Regions from separate parts of the Ovis aries genome. Here region 1 is linked to region 2. A link is a contact called in public Hi-C data. All regions are on one chromosome and are shown on one strand. Each heading gives the region's core, a stretch centred on a gene start, on an enhancer-like site or on the middle of the called end of the contact. The rest is flanking DNA. Distances are from core to core; before and after follow the strand shown. Region 1 has its middle 5.3 kb from the start of MIR21. Region 2 overlaps VMP1 (vacuole membrane protein 1).

What was found. A called contact is a pair of places that touch in the nucleus more often than the background predicts.
Region 1: a Hi-C map of liver shows a contact between it and region 2, with 5 times the contacts expected there. The contact joins two enhancer-like sites. A contact is called at or near these places in 15 of 16 Hi-C or Micro-C datasets (blood, hypothalamus, liver and 7 more).

What each region holds. Positions count from the first base shown.
Region 1 is chr11:10,496,727-10,504,400 of ARS-UI_Ramb_v3.0, forward strand. No RefSeq gene overlaps it. Among named protein-coding and RNA genes, the nearest start is that of MIR21, 5.3 kb to the left of the region's middle. Within about 2 kb of position 2,730, at least 29 of the 54 cell types and tissues checked have an H3K27ac peak or open chromatin away from gene starts, as enhancers often do. A contact at or near this core is called in liver, where this site is marked.
Region 2 is chr11:10,403,885-10,411,652 of ARS-UI_Ramb_v3.0, forward strand. The region is part of intron 4 of VMP1 (vacuole membrane protein 1); the gene reads left to right. Among named protein-coding and RNA genes, the nearest start is that of VMP1, 43 kb to the left of the region's middle. Within about 2 kb of position 3,482, at least 27 of the 54 cell types and tissues checked have an H3K27ac peak or open chromatin away from gene starts, as enhancers often do. A contact at or near this core is called in liver, where this site is marked.

The DNA.
Region 1 (7,674 bases), core at 1,480-3,979, 92 kb after region 2:
CTGGCGTGATCTCTGTTTTGACTGACCCACATGTGAAGAACTCATGAGACCCCAATCTTTAGCATCAAAAAGCCTTTCCATATGTTTTGAAACCCGTTTGCCTCCATGTGTCTGTTAACAGTGGTTTAGATTTTTGCCTCTAACATGTTACCTGGAGAAAGTTTTTAACTCAGCCTTGATTTCATCTATAAAAACAGAGGTTATATATAGCCAGGTTGTCCTAAGGATTACATCAGGTAAAATTTAAAGAAGCTGTTGATGTTAGCATGTTAGCAGTTTTTTAATTCATCAAAGACAGTATTTGCTGCACATGTGAGAATTTTACAACATTGCATTTGCTCACTTCAAAAATAGGATTTTAAATGCTGTCTGCATATGTTCCCTTGTTTGGGAGTAAATATGCTCTGTCTAAAGAACTTATTAACTAAATCCAGTATACAAATTAATAGAGAAAAGCAGAAATTAATGAACTAATGACTTGATTAGTAATACCAAAACTTCTCAAATCTAGAAATAGGCCTCCAGACCTCTTGTCTTCTGAGATGGCCCACACTTTGGCTTGGAGTGTGTTCCTCCCATGACGGCTCTGGCCTTTTGAGACTGCATTGTCTGTGATGTACATCTCTAAGTAAATCCACTTCTTAACCTATCAAAAGGTGGGGGGGGGGGGGTCAGCTAGTCTAATTAAGGTACAAAGCACAGATACACAAAATTTACTATGAATAACTGAAAATTCTTGTCTAACCTTGGAAAAAGTAGTGTCACTTAGTCGACACTTTTTGTGAACCTGTGGACTGTAGCATGCCAGGCTCCTCTATCCATGGAATTCCCCAAGCAGGAATACTGGAATGGGTTGCCATTTCCTTCTCCAGGGGATCATCCTGCATTGCTGGCACATTCTTTACCATCTAAGCCACCAGGGTCTAACCTTACCAGCTTTAAATGTTGACATTTTCTAATTTGTTATAAAGATAGTTAATGCTAAAAAGTCTAGAAGGTAGATAAAAGGGAATGGTCAGCTTTTAATAACTTTATTGGTAACACTCCATCTATAATATCCAGTGAGATTTGCCAAGTGTCAAGAGGTTTTGAACAGTAAAAGGAAAATCTGATTTGGTAGCCCTCCAGGTCTTCTCCAATAGACTGAAAGTCCTATCCCTGTTAGAAAAACACACAAGGGCACCTTCACTGGCAGTCCAGCGGCTGAGACTCCATGCTTCAACTGCAGAAGGTGTGGGTCCAATCCCTGGCTGGGAACTAAGATCCCACAGGATGCACGACAACCCAAAAAGCAGAAAAAAGGAAAACACAGATTGGTTTATTCTATTGTTAAACAGTTATTAATGTGCCCCCAAAAGGTTAAGACAACCTAAGCAGGAGTTTTAGTGGCCATTTTTGAAAGCCAACTAACATTCCACCTCTGACTGGCATGATCAAAGCTCTGATAGTCCCAAAACATAGTAAATGAAGTGCTACACACAGCTGCAACCTGTGAAGTGTTTAGTTCCTTTATTCTCAAAGACAACAAGAAAAGAAAGCGCATGATGTTCTTTAAAATTCTAAAAGCAGTGGAGTCATTTGTGTCTCGTAGTCAGGGGCTGGGGTTCCTGGCCCCTCCCTTTCCAGCAAGGCCAAGAGGTAACTTGAGGTAATGTCTTTGCCTTGAGAATGAGGGCTTGAATTGCAGCAAATAACCTACATCTATTTGCATACTGAACCAGAGCTCACAAGAGGGATTATAACAAAAACCTGTTCTGGACAGCTGCTTACTCATTGCCTTTAGAGCTGTGCAGCGCTGGGACAGGCAGGTGCCAACCGTTTACTCATTCTCTTTGACCTACTAGCCTTCCACGGTTTGCTGTGTGGGTGTTGATGCTACTAAAAAAAAAAAAAAGTTGTTTTACATGGTCCCCGCTCTCCCCATACACCCTGGATTCATTTGAGATCTGAGATACTAGACTCTGTAGTTGGGATGCCGGCCCAAACTGTGGCTCAGAGACAGTGAGTCAGTTCTAAGTGGCTGGATGTCTCGGAACAGAAATGAAACGCAACTTAGAGGCTTTGTCAGCCAAATCCACAAATGTGTGGCTTTTTGAAACATCAGACATCTGTTCTTTTTAATTTAAAATAAACCTTTTTAAAAAGCACAGAGTTACTTGGCGCCTTGTTCCTTTGTGTCAGCAGCAGTTGCTGCTGTAACTCAGTAAAGCCTCTAATCAGAGTTAGAAAATTTGGCATCTTTCAGGGCACACCTCAGAGACTAAGTGGAGCTGAATTGCTTGGGGAAGGGAAGAGATGATTTTACAGCACACGGTCTATTTGGAAATCCCCTTCTGGGGTAATCAGCCCAGGTGTTCAACCCGTTTGTTAACCATTTCCAAATGACTCAAAGGACATAAAGGGAAGGCTTGGACACACTCCAGCACTATTTCTACAGTGTTAGTATCTGTTTGCGTTGGAAACCGCATTCCTGAATTCTTGAGGGGAAGGCTCTGGCTTTTTCTGGGTATCCTTGGCTGAGAGGGACCCCTGGGCCACCTATCTAAGCTAACAGTCCCAGCCTTCTGAGTTTCCAGGGAGGAGTGTGGACAGCTTGCTTTGATGGCCTTCCACCCAGAGCCCTTTGGGAAAAACCTTGTTTATTCAAGGAGGCCTCTGCCGGCCACTTTTCTCTCCCCCGACCCCACCTAATTCCAAACGTCATTTCCCTTTGTTGCCATTTATCCCCCTTTAGGGAACAGCATGAGCAGCTTTTTCCTCCAGGCCACTCACTTGTGACTGACCCTGCCCGACAGCATTGCTTAATTGTGTCCCCGTCTGTTTCTGACGGAGGGAAAAATTGTTTTTGTGGAGTGAGGCAGTTTGGGATTTGCAAAAAGGGATGGGTTCCGCCTTTCCCCAAAGGTGGGGAATGCCTGTTCAGATTACTCTTGTCTTCCTCTGGCTCCTTACCAGGCAGCAAAGAACAGCTCTGGTTCACTTCTCCCAGCAGGAAGTGCTGACGCCCGATGCTCCATGTTACCGGAGAACCCTGTTGTCCTCGACTTCCTTTTACAACTTAAAAAGATGAAAGCCAAAAATAATGAGGGAAGGCTTTTTTCTGCCTTTCGTTTCTGATGGCACTTCCTAGTGTCTTGAATTACTTTCACCTGGAAGACAGTCCTAAGCCTCTTACAGCTGCCAAACTTTCTCTACCGAACCTCACATGGTTTGGCCACACTCTTGAGACTCTTCAGATGCCTCTTCTCCATTTGGTCCTTTGCACCAACCTCCCTTCCACTCCCATAACCCTCTCCAGAGTGTGTTCCTTGTAAACAGCCGCACACCACCAGCAATCAAGATTGGCTCCCAGGGACCTCCTCTGATGTGCCCTGTACCAGGAAGCACAGTGGATTTATGATAACTTTGATAATGATTGCTTGTTTGCTTGCTTGCTTTGTACCAGGCAGGGTTTTCAGTGTTGTTTTACATTATTGTATTTAATCATTAAATCCTTCCAACAGCCCCATGAGGAAATGAAGGCAGAGAAGTTCAGTGATATGCTGGAGGAAGCAAGGAAGTAGAGCAAGAATTAAACCTAGGTGTTCTGGCTGGCTCTTAGCCACTCAGTTCTGTGGAAAAGTCCAGTGCAAAAGTCCAGGTGTCTGCTTGCTTGTTTCATCTTGTGATCACAAGGTAGGTGATGGGAAAAGCGAGATAGCAGAAAATCAAGACAAGAGCCCCAAAGCGTTTGGTATTTAACCAGATGACCAGCCTTTGCTTTGCATAGCCCTGTACCAGCTCCACTCTTAGCCGTCCTGTGTGGGCAGGTTTCCAGAATGATGTTTGCTATGATTATGACTACAAAGCAGTCTGTACAAAGGTACACACCTTTTTTCTTTTTCGAAGCACTGTCACATCTTGAGTTTTATTTGATCTTCGTAACAACCCTATGAAATAGGGCCAGTTGTAGTATTAACCACATTGAGGGGGAAATATTTTTTTTATACATTTTTTAATCTCTGCTGGTTTAAGATACAGTAGAGAGGAGACAAAGTGTTGAAAAGGGATCTCCCTTCAAGAGCTCACAGTCTTCTTGAGGGTTATGCAAATATGCAGGTACCTACAGATGTAGAGTAAGATGGAGGCCATAAGAGAAAAAAACTGGCAAAAGCAAGAGAATTGCTGACCAGGAAGGATCAGAAAAGGTTTCATGATGATGGGTGTGGCATTTGAATTTCCAAGTAGGGGTGGGGTGAGGGGAAAGCCCTGTGAGAGACACCAGGAAGCACCAGTGAGGGGGCTGTGTTGAGGGTGAGCAGACCCAAGACCAAGAAGACTTCAGCCTCTGTTATTCTCTGCCCAGCTTCATTTGGTTTCCTTTAAAGGATGCACATAAAATATTCATCTGTTGGCCCGGTTTGATCCATTGTTTTTAAACGCTGTTCTTTCATTCTGGCCGGGCCAGCTCTTTGTTGCTGGGTGTGGTCTTGGTCTAGGTGCGGCGAGCGGGGGGCTGCTCGCGCCAGTTGCTGTGCTAAGGCTTTGCACTGCGGTGGCTTCTTTTGTTGCAGAGCACTGCTCAGTCATGCACTCGGTTGCCCCATGGCACCTGGAATCTTTCCTGGTCAGGGATTGAACCTGTGCCGCCTCCACTGGCAGGCAGGTCCCAGACCACCAGGGAAGTCTGGGTTTTCCCATCATACTGTACAAAAACCCCAAAGGAACTTTCTGGCCAACCCAGTAGGTTGTCTGTTTCCTCATCTTCACTGTCTCCTCCAACTCGACCCTAAGCACCAGAAGGGCAGACACTGTTGTGTTCTCCTTTGTATGCTCAGAGCCAAGCAGAGGGTGGGATCACAATGAGTGTTTGCTGAATGGATATTGCGGTGGGTGAAGCATTAGCGGAGATCCAAAGCAGGCAGGAGATGCTGCCTAAGTAGAATCCAGGTAAAGAGGAAGTAAAAGGTGGAGTAAATGAAGGAGGCACCAGGGAACCCTGTGCAGACAGCAATAACCATTGGTCACTGAGCCAGGAATATAGTAATAGGAGGATCAAGTTGGAGGGAGAGAGTCACTGCTCTGTTCTGAACATATGAAGGGAAGAGACCCATAGAATAGTGGGACCTTGTATAGGAATATATACAGTTTTCCCAACTCCCCAATTCCTAGTGAATGTGCCATCCACAGACCACTCCCTGTCAGAGAATAAACTTGACTTTTTCTGAGAATTCTCTAGAATAGGGGTCCCCAGCCTCTGGGATCTGATGCCTGATGATCTGAGAAGGACCTGATGTAATAATAATAGAAATAAAGTACACAACAAATGTAAATTCGCTTGAATCGTCCCCAAACTATCCCCACCCCCAACCCTACCCCATCAATCCGCGGGAAAATTGTCTTCCATGAGAACCGGTCCCTGGGGCCAAAATGCTGGCGACCGCAGGTGTAGAGTGGCACGTCCTCTATGCTTTGCTGCAGGTGATCCTCGAAGCCTCCCCATCATTACGTGGCACCGTTGTGAAAGAATGGCCCTGTGACTGGATGTTGGGGCCACAGGAAACTGCTCTAAAATTCCTTCCCACAGTTGTATCCTGCTGGCTTCTCCGGTGGCTCCTCCCTCCTAGATCGGGGAGGATGGTCATTCCTGGAGAGATCGTCTGTCTTTATAAGGAGAAAAGTTTGGCAATGTGATTTCCAGTATATTTCTACCGGAGTCCAAGATTCCAGCAGTGCTCGCCTAGACAGCAGTGGCAGCCACCAAGAACCCGGATGCCACTAGTATTCCCAAGTAAGCGGGAGGGCATCCTCCCAGCCACCTCTGCCAAGCTAAAAAGTCAGAATCGTGGCCTTATTACACCTTCTAGAGCGTGTGGTAAAGGCAGCTTTCCATTTGGCTGCTTCAGTGCCGGGGCTGTTTACACGTTTCAGTAAATGAGTTATGCTTATTGAAGTTGGCTTGGATAGGAGTTCAGAATCAATGACATATGACCACAGTCATACCACTCACCGGGAGCACCAGAGTCCAGGAGAGATTTACTTGTGTCATAATCCTTGGGTAGAGAAGAGGGGCACAGAACTTGAGTATTCCCCCCTCAGGAGGGTGCACCGTTTGTGAAGCCTGGGAGTATTGGGGTGTGAACATTCCTGGCTTTTGGAGGGGATCAGATGAAATGAGATACCTATCTGGTAAAAGCATGGGTGTGCAAGTGCTTTGCACCATTTCAGAAGACAAAAAAAGGAAGCTGCAAAATAGGGCTTGTAGAAAAATGTAAGATCAAAGAAATTTGCAGATGTGCATTTTCTTCTTCAAACATAAAGAGTATGTCTGAGCATAAGAGACATCCCTGGTCTCTGCAAGGAGGAGATAAAAGATTCTTTCATACACAAATGATTTCTGACTTGATACAGCCTTGTCTCAGGCTGCTCCCAGACTTTATGTGATATATTTACTAGCCTCCCGTCCCGTGGGCAGTGTTCGTTAGAACATTGTGATACAGTAGGACCCCAAAGTCTTTCATTTCTCCCTTCCTCCTCTGCCCCTGACTCAACCTGGGGTGTCCTGTCATTCCCACACCCTATTTCTGTGATGGTTCAGAATGATGAGGCCCACTACTTCCACCCCTTGTTGCTGCCTTCTGATTAGTTTGACTTATTCCTCTCTTCTTCAAACTATCTCCAGGTTTTAACATCTTTTTAAAAATAATTTGAGTTATTTTATGTTTATGTTGGATTTTTATAACACAGGGCCATTCTTTCACAAAGTTATAAAAATTAAAAAAAACATGCAAGGGAGACTTCCCTGGTGGTCTAGTGATTAAGAATCCACTTGCCAACGCAGGAGACCCCAGTTCGATTCCTGGCTTGGGAAGATCCTCTGGAGAATGGATAGGCCACCCACCTCAGTATTCTTGGGCTTTTCCTGGTGGCTCAGATGGTAAACAATTCACCTGCAATGCGGGAGACCTAGGTTCAATCCCTGGGTTGGGAAGATCCCCCAGAGGAGGGCATGGCAACTCACTCTAGCATTCTTGTCTGTAGAATCCCATGGACAGATGAGCCTGTGTGAGCTACGGTCCACAGGGTTGCAAAGAGTTGGACATGACTGAAGTGAGCATGCATATACAGGAGTTCAGGGATGGAATTTAGATTTCAGACCAGGACTTGCAAGCCAAGGCAGTTTTTCACTCTCTTAATATGGTATTTGAATTTATATTGCCTGAAGTGGCGTCTACTGATATAAGATTTCAGAAACAAAGTATGTTCAGTTCTATTTCCAGGTCCTTAGTTGCATCTAATAGCTGTGAGATCTGTTGCTAATACAGGGCCTTTAATGGGTTTTATTGTATGTCTGTAGTTTTGCAGCTTTACATCTCTTCCAGAGTTTGTTAGACATTTATATTAATCTGTTCAGTAAACAGAGAGTATCTGCATGAGCCAGGCATGGGCTGTGCAGCAAGAAATCCACCAGATGGTGAACTCCATAAGGGCAGGAGGCAGGGTTACCTCATTTTTAAAATTTCCCCATCTTTGCAGTCTTTCCTTGCAGGTGTTCAATGGATGTTTGTTGAATTAAGCTCATATCCTGCCTCTTTCATACTGGTCACACAAGCCGAGCTTAAGCAAAGGCTTCTTTTTTAGGAAAGGAAATTCCCACCTTTCTGCCTCCTGTCATGTTTGTCTTATTATCTTGTT
Region 2 (7,768 bases), core at 2,232-4,731:
TGTCCAGCTCTTTACGACCCCATGGACTGTAGCTTGCCAGGCCTCCCTGTCCATAGTATCTCCCAGGCAAGAATACTTGAGTAGGTTGCCATTTCCTTCTCCAGGGGATCTTCCTGACCCAGTGATTGAACCCACTACCTGTGCCTGAAATAATTCATTAAGATGCTTGCATTACGCACTTTTTTCATCTGCTTTTTTGTTTTAGAATTTTATAGTCGTGTTGCATAAGTACACCTCTAGTAGATGACTATTTCATAAACTTGGTATCTATTTCATGAGCTGGTTTTGCCTGGCAAGTAGCGCAAGTTTACTGATTTCATTCATTTGCTTTCCTCATATTTTTAATAAGTAATATGTGTGTGTGTGCCTGCACGTGTGTGCACGCGCACATCTCAGACACTCGGTCGTGCCTGACTCTTTGCAACCCCGTGGGCTCGCAGGCTCCTTTGTCTGTGGCATTACCCAGGCAAGAGTACTGGAGTGGGTTGCCATTTCCTGCTCCAGGGAATCTTTCTGACCCAGGAACTGAACCTGCATCTTGCGTCTGCTTCATAGGCAGGTAGATTCTTTATAACCAGCACCACCTGGGAATCCCCTTTTATAAGTAAATCAGAAGTCACAAGAGCCTCTGTGGCGGGTAGATTTTTCTAAGATCACATCTTCTAAGCCCTCTTCTCTTAGATACTAATTTCCAGAAATCCACTAACAAATTTATTTTAGTCTTAGCGTGTATGTAGCAGGTTTCCTTTCAGGTGATTCAGAACTTGAGTGCTTATTTACTAGTGGAAATTATGCCCAGAGTAAAAACAGCTTAATAAAGAGAAGGTGACTGCTGTTAACTTCTTTGATGTATCTCTGTGTTTGAATGTGTCAGAATTTTCACCTTAATAATGATTTGGCCCAGGGAACAATGACAACTCAGGGGCCGCACTTTTGCTGTAAAGGGGCCAAATAGTAAATGTTTTAGGCTTTGCAGGCCGTGCAATCCCTTTTGTAATTCCTCTGATCTGTCATGGTAGCAAGAAAGCACCCAGAAACAGTATATAGGAATGAATGTGACTGTTTTCCAGTCAATCTTTATTCAAAAACACAAATAGCAGACTGGGTTTAATCCCAGGCTGTAGTTTGCTAACCCTGGCTCTAATTCATGGAATGACGATAGTACACCAGAAGAAGCATATTGAACTCGGGAGCCTTAGTGAACTAACTACCCTCTAAGGATTTTTATGTGACATGTTATGCATTTGATTTCTCCATTTGCCAAAAAAGGATTTCTTCTCTCTTCCAGGTCATAAGAGTAGACTTAACATGACGTTTTGGGAGAGAATTATGGTTGTGCAAGTGCTTGAGTGGTCTGGAAGACCATCAGGGGGTTAAAAAAAAAAAGGCAACTTTTCATGAAGAGAAAAGTAAAAGAATTTCTTCCGGTTGAGCTGCCTGATGACAACAAAATTTAGTTCTGATCTCATGTTTGAAACCATTGATGTGTGCAGAACCAGTCTGTTATAAAAATACAACCTTTACAACACTGCAATCATTTGAGAAATAAATAATTTTTGAATTACATTTAGATTGTTACAAATAATTGGGAGAAGCGATAAGGTAATTTCAGTAGCCACATTAGAATTATTCCCATTACTAGGATATATGATTCGTAATTTTGTAAACAACCAGCTTAAAAGCAGGAACATTGGAACTTGATAATGAGAAGTATATCTCAGTGATGCTCCTTATATGCACATACATTATTATTCCTAATGTTGTAAGAGAAGGTGATTTAACAACTGTCAGGTGGCTCAGTGGTAAAGAATCCACCTGCCAATATAGGAGACCCAGGGTCAATCCCTGGGTTGGGAAGATTCCCTGGAGTAGGAAGCAGCAACCTACTTCAGTATCCTTACCTGGGAACTGCCATGGACAGAGGAGTCTGGCAGGCTGCAGTCCATGGAGTCGCAAAAGCGCTGGACACGAGTTAGCGACAGACAGCAGCAACAAACTGCATCTGCTATTAATGATTATAAAGTCTGTTCTGTTTAACAGTAACAAAGAGAATGAGTCCTTCAGCAAGAATTTACAGATAATGTGTACACAGACAGTTTTGACACTAGGTGGAGCAGTTTCCTGGAGAAAGGTTTACCAAGCCCTATGTTCCTTTCAAAACAAGCCCAGCTCTTAGACAAAGAACTCTGAGAACAAAAACTATCAACAATCACTTTAAAGTTTTTAAAGACTCTCAAATAGTAAGCTGTAAATAGAAGGCTGAATGTATTGTACAAAATGCCTTTTCTCTTTGTCATCTGTTTTAACCATTGAATTCCCTCACCTTTGGGAATCAAAACGGGAGGAATTTTCACATTAGAACTGCCTTATTTAGATGGCAATTGGAACATAGAAAAGTTTCGAAGCTATTTAGTTACATTGTAAAGTAGATCAGATTTTACAAAAAGATATACCATCAGGGCATTATCATCTGAATGGTATTTATGAGTCAGTTGTGTTAAACGACTGTTTTAGATTAAGAATATCATTTTATAGATAAAGATTGGTAGTTTAAATACATTGCATCTAAAAATCAGTGAATGTCAAGAGTGTTTTAAGTACCATGAGAAACCATGGCCATAAAACTGTAAGTTTAGAATGTGGTTATCAGATATGGTAATAAGATATAAATGAATAAAGAATTCTACTTGAAAACATAAACAAAGACCATTTTAATAAAAAAAAAATTGGGGCTGTTTGTTATATAGTAAATACAAGGAAAGTAAGTAGTGAGATATTTGCCCCTGTGTAAAATGCAAAAGTCTGCTTTTCCCTTAAAGTTTAATGTTGCTTCACTGCTAAAATGTGGTAAAAATTGTATTAAGAAGTCCAACGTCTTGATTACTATCAAATGTTCGCAGAACTTCTCTGTCTGTAGCGCCCTGTTTCCTTTAGTGAATAAGTGCCTCATCGTTTGTATATAGTGCTTTGTAGTACTCTTTTATATGTATACATATAAAGCCTTTCTTAAGCTTTTTGACTCTTGGCTACTTATTGCCTAAAGAAAATGTTATTTGAAAAACTGCATGGATATGGGTTGAAGTGAAATAGTGAAGCAGTTTCAATAAGAGAACTATTATAGGAATCATTTAATGCCATGAGCTGGAACAATTCTTTTAAAAATTGTTAGCCAACCTCTTCACATTTTTTCCTGCTTGACTTCTGATGATTGCTCCATAGTTTACCTGTCTGTCCCTCTAAGACAAAAAAGGGAAGAAATTGCCAAAAGGAAGGTTCTAGTGTGACCTAATATTGCTCTGTATAGGTATAATGACTCTGGCTATAAGTATGCAGTGACTCAGGGCTCTTGCGGGAAGACCATCAGGCCCTTCTTAGAAAAGATCTGTTTGCCCTTTTTTTGATGAGGGCATGATCAGCTCTGAGTCTTTCCCCAAGGAATGACTCATGTATTAACTCTTAAGAGTATCACCACATCAAAAGTAGAAACCAGGATCTCCAGGACAGGGCTGGGTTCTCACCAAACCCAGAAGGATATGCACAGACTGACTGACTTCCTGCCCTGAAGTCACTATCTATTAATGTGCACTTAAATGAAAGCGAGTAAGATTCAGTTTACCTGAAATCTGTTCTTTTGGATATCTATTTTAGACAAATTGTAACCTTTTTAAAAGTTCTCTTTATAAATACGTGGTCCATTCCTCCTGAATATTAGATCAACTTTATGATCAAAATTGTTTAGGTTTAGAGAAGAAAAGTGAAACATATTTTTACTATGATTGATTTAATATAATAAAAAATGACTTTGAAGACACGTCCTTATAACCTAGAATCTGAACTATAGAGTTTACAGATTTTCATTTTGATTATTTTATACTTATCATAACACTTTTACTACATAACCTCATTATATTACTCTCTTACTTAGGTTGAACAGGTATTATTACCATTATTATTATCGGGCTTTTCATCAAATGAAGAATGTGAGATAGAAGTCTGAGTACATCTAGTTAAGTTACTAACAGATTTTTAGAAAACTAAAATCCACATAGCTAATGGCCAAATTACTGTTTCTTTACACACTGTAGCACCTTTTATAGGGAGAGAAGAGGGGCTTAATTTATAAACTCTTTTTCATAGGGAAAAAACCCACAAACACTAGTTAAACTTCTCAGTGTCCATTTGGAATCAACAATTTTATGCTCTAGCCTTCTAGAGTTATTTGTTGTACACCGTAACCTTAGGTAAACTGTTTTCTGACTACGATGAGAAAAGCAATGATTAAAAGAATTTGAAGAGTAGAATTCCTGTTTGTAAAAGCATTTCTAAACTCCCCTGAAAGTTGGACTTAAAGAAAACAAAGGTTTTGCAAGTCATACAGACAACCATTTGTCATCTCTTTTCATTTATTTATCACCCAGATATTCCTAATGAATCACATTCCAGACTAACCACTGACTCCTTTTGTTCCTCAGAGAAGGAGTGTGGCAAACAAATGTTTTCCCAGTGAATCAGCACAGAATTCTTGATTTTATTACCTTTGCCTTAAACTTTCCAGACAAAACTAATTGGAAATTTTGCCTTTGGGATCACACTTGACTTCTGTGTATGGATGATGGATTAGGCTATGAATTGACATTACAGATGTTATACAAACAACTCCAGTCTTTAGGAATGTTTTATCAGTTCTGAGGGAGCTGCCTGGAGTGGAAGAATGTCTGTCTGTCTGCTCATCTTCCTTAAAAAAACTCATGCATACACATACTACACTCTTCTTTGGCGGGGGCAGCCCCCTAGCTGTGCAGCATGTGGGAACTTAGTTCTTCAACCAAGGATCAAATCCAGACCTCCTACATTGGAATCTCTGAGTCTTAACTACTGGCCCTCCAGGGAAGTCCCTGTACTACACTATTATTGTGATATCATATTTGTCATCCTGGTTGATAAAAAAGCTTGGCTAAATTAGGCTTATAATTAACTGATACGATCATTTTAGGTTTTCACTTTTTCAAAAATGTCTCTGGAAAAAAGGGCCCCCAAAAGAACCAAACAAAGTTAAAAATCCAGAAAACACTTGTCTTTAAATGGAGCAACAATACATAGACTAGTTTTTGTCATTTACTAATTTGTGTTTGTGGCGCCAGGACTGCTTTCTCAGGACTTATATAGGTCCTGCTTTATCAGGGCACTGCTTAGAACTCCTCGCTACCAGTTTGGGATATTTTTGTGTGTTATAATTTCAGGAATGATCATTTTACCTCTGGGATAATGGGTTTTTTTAATTCTAAATTTCTGTTAATTTGATAGAGCTAATAGTATATTTACTATTCCTGAAAGAATGTAAATTACAGAAGTGTAACTTTAAAAATTTATCTTAAAAGAATGTTTTAAGTTAAAATACTTTTCCTGCAAATGCCTGTATCTGCTCTTGTTAGAAATCCTGTCTCCTCCTCAACCTCCCACCCACCCCCTAGCTAACTATGGTCTTACTCTCACCCAGACATCCTCTCGCCTGGCCAAGCACTACATCTTTTTATCCTGGACAGAGCAAAATTATTCCACTATCAAAACTTTGGAAAATACAGTGTAATACAGCTCATGAGACTAAGATATATGAGGCTTTGAACTGAAGCAAAACCAGATGTTCGATATATCACAGAGAGCTGAACTGTCTTGTTGAGTTGACTTCACTTAGAATGACTATGTTAAAGTAACCACCCACCCCAAAAAAGGACCCTAAAAACCTGTCACTCTGATGAGAGTGTAACTTTTCATCCCAATCATAAAATTTGACCTTCGGAATCATTAAAGGGAACTTCCATTGGCAGTAATTCGGAACTCTCAGAGGCAGTTTGTGAATGTTACTAGTGACCTGGTTGCTAGCTAGGAAATTTATAGAGCTTCCTGTGCTGGGGAATAACAGCCTGCGCTGTATATAGCTGTTTAACTTCCATTGATTACCACTACCTAGATTTAAGGACACTGTCCTTAAATAGAAAAATTAACTTTTGAGGACTATCATTTGCTACTTTTCCTCAAGAAGTGCTGCTTGTATTACCTTGTCACATGGTACATTCTTTTAAATGTGCTGAGACTCACTTATACCACAGTATATGATCTCTCTTGGTGACTTTCATGTATACTTGAATATGTATTTGGCTATTTTGGGGTATAGTGTTCCATGTTGTTCAAGTTTTCTGTATTCATTCTGGTTTTCAGTTTGTTTATTCTGTCAATGAAAGAGACGGGTGTTGAAATTTCAACTCTAATTGTAGACATGTTTTTATTTCTCATTTTAGTTCTGTTAGTTTTTGCTTTATATATTTTGACATGCTGTTATTAGGTGCATACACATTTAGGATTTTTCTGTCTTCCTGAGAATTAGCCTTTTTTATCATTATGAAATGTCCTTATTCATTTCTGTAAAATAATATACCCTCTCCTGAAATCTGCTTAGTCTCTTATTAATGTAGAATACTCTATCTTTTGTATGATTATTTTTACACACTTTATCTTTTTTCATCCCTTTACTTTTGGATCTCGATATTTTAAATGGGCTTTTTGTAGAGAGCACATACTGAGGTCTTGCTTTTTAATTCAGTCTGACACTCTACGTTTTCATTTGTATATTTGGCACATTTGCAATTAATCTAGCTGTCAGTGTGGTTGGGTTTAAGTCTACCCTTAAACTGCTGGTCCCCACCTGTTTTCTATTCTTTTCTTACCTTCTTTTGAAATGAGTAGTATTTTAGGATATATACTATAACCACATTATAATGTTATAATCCCTTTTCTCCCTCCCATACTTTATGCTGTTGTTGTCTTATATTTGCTGTCTTACATATGCTGCGGTCCATGGGGTTGCAAGGAGTTAGAGATGCCTGAGCAACTGAACTCTCTTGTATCTTACTTCTGCATATGTCGCGTGTGTGTGTGCTTGCGTGCTCAGTCATGTCTGACTCTCTGTGACCCTGTGGACTGTAGCCCAACAGGCTCCTCTCTCCATGGGATTTTCCAGGCAAGAATACTGGAGTGAGTTGCCATTTCCTCCTCCAGGAATCTTCCCCACCCAGGGATCGAACTCATGTCTCCTCATCTCTGGCCTTGGCAGGCAGATTCTTTATGGCTCAGCCACCTGGGACGTCTGACATATATCATGGTTTTTGCTTTAAACAACTAGTTATTTTTTTTAAAGAGATTTTAAAATGAGGAAAAACGGTGTTCTCTCCTGGAACACATTCTTTTGGCTTTTGTCTGTCTGAAAATGTTATTATTTCATCTTTATTTTTGAAGTATATTTTTCCTTAATTCTAGATTCACAGATTTTTTTTTCCCCTTTCAGCACTTTAGAGAAGTAATTCCATTGGTTTTGGTTTGTTTCTGATGAGAAAACCCTATCTGTATTTCCCTGTAGATGACTCAGTCATACCTTGGAGACATTGTAGATTTGGTTCCAGAGTACAAGCGAGTATGGTGAGAAAGCAAGTCATGGATTTTTTGGTTTCTCAGTGCATCTAAAAGTTACGTTTACTATATATTATACTCTATTACATGCCTAAATATATATATATATACCTTAGTTAAATAATAATGCTGTAGGAAAAATGGAGCCAATAAATTCGCTTGACACAAGATTGCCACAAACCTTCAGTTTGTAAAGATCACAATATCTGCAAACTGCAGTGAAGCAAGATTGCCTATATAATGTGTTATTTTTATCCCCTCTGCTTTTAAGACTTTCTTGATATTGCTGAATTATAGAATTTGATTA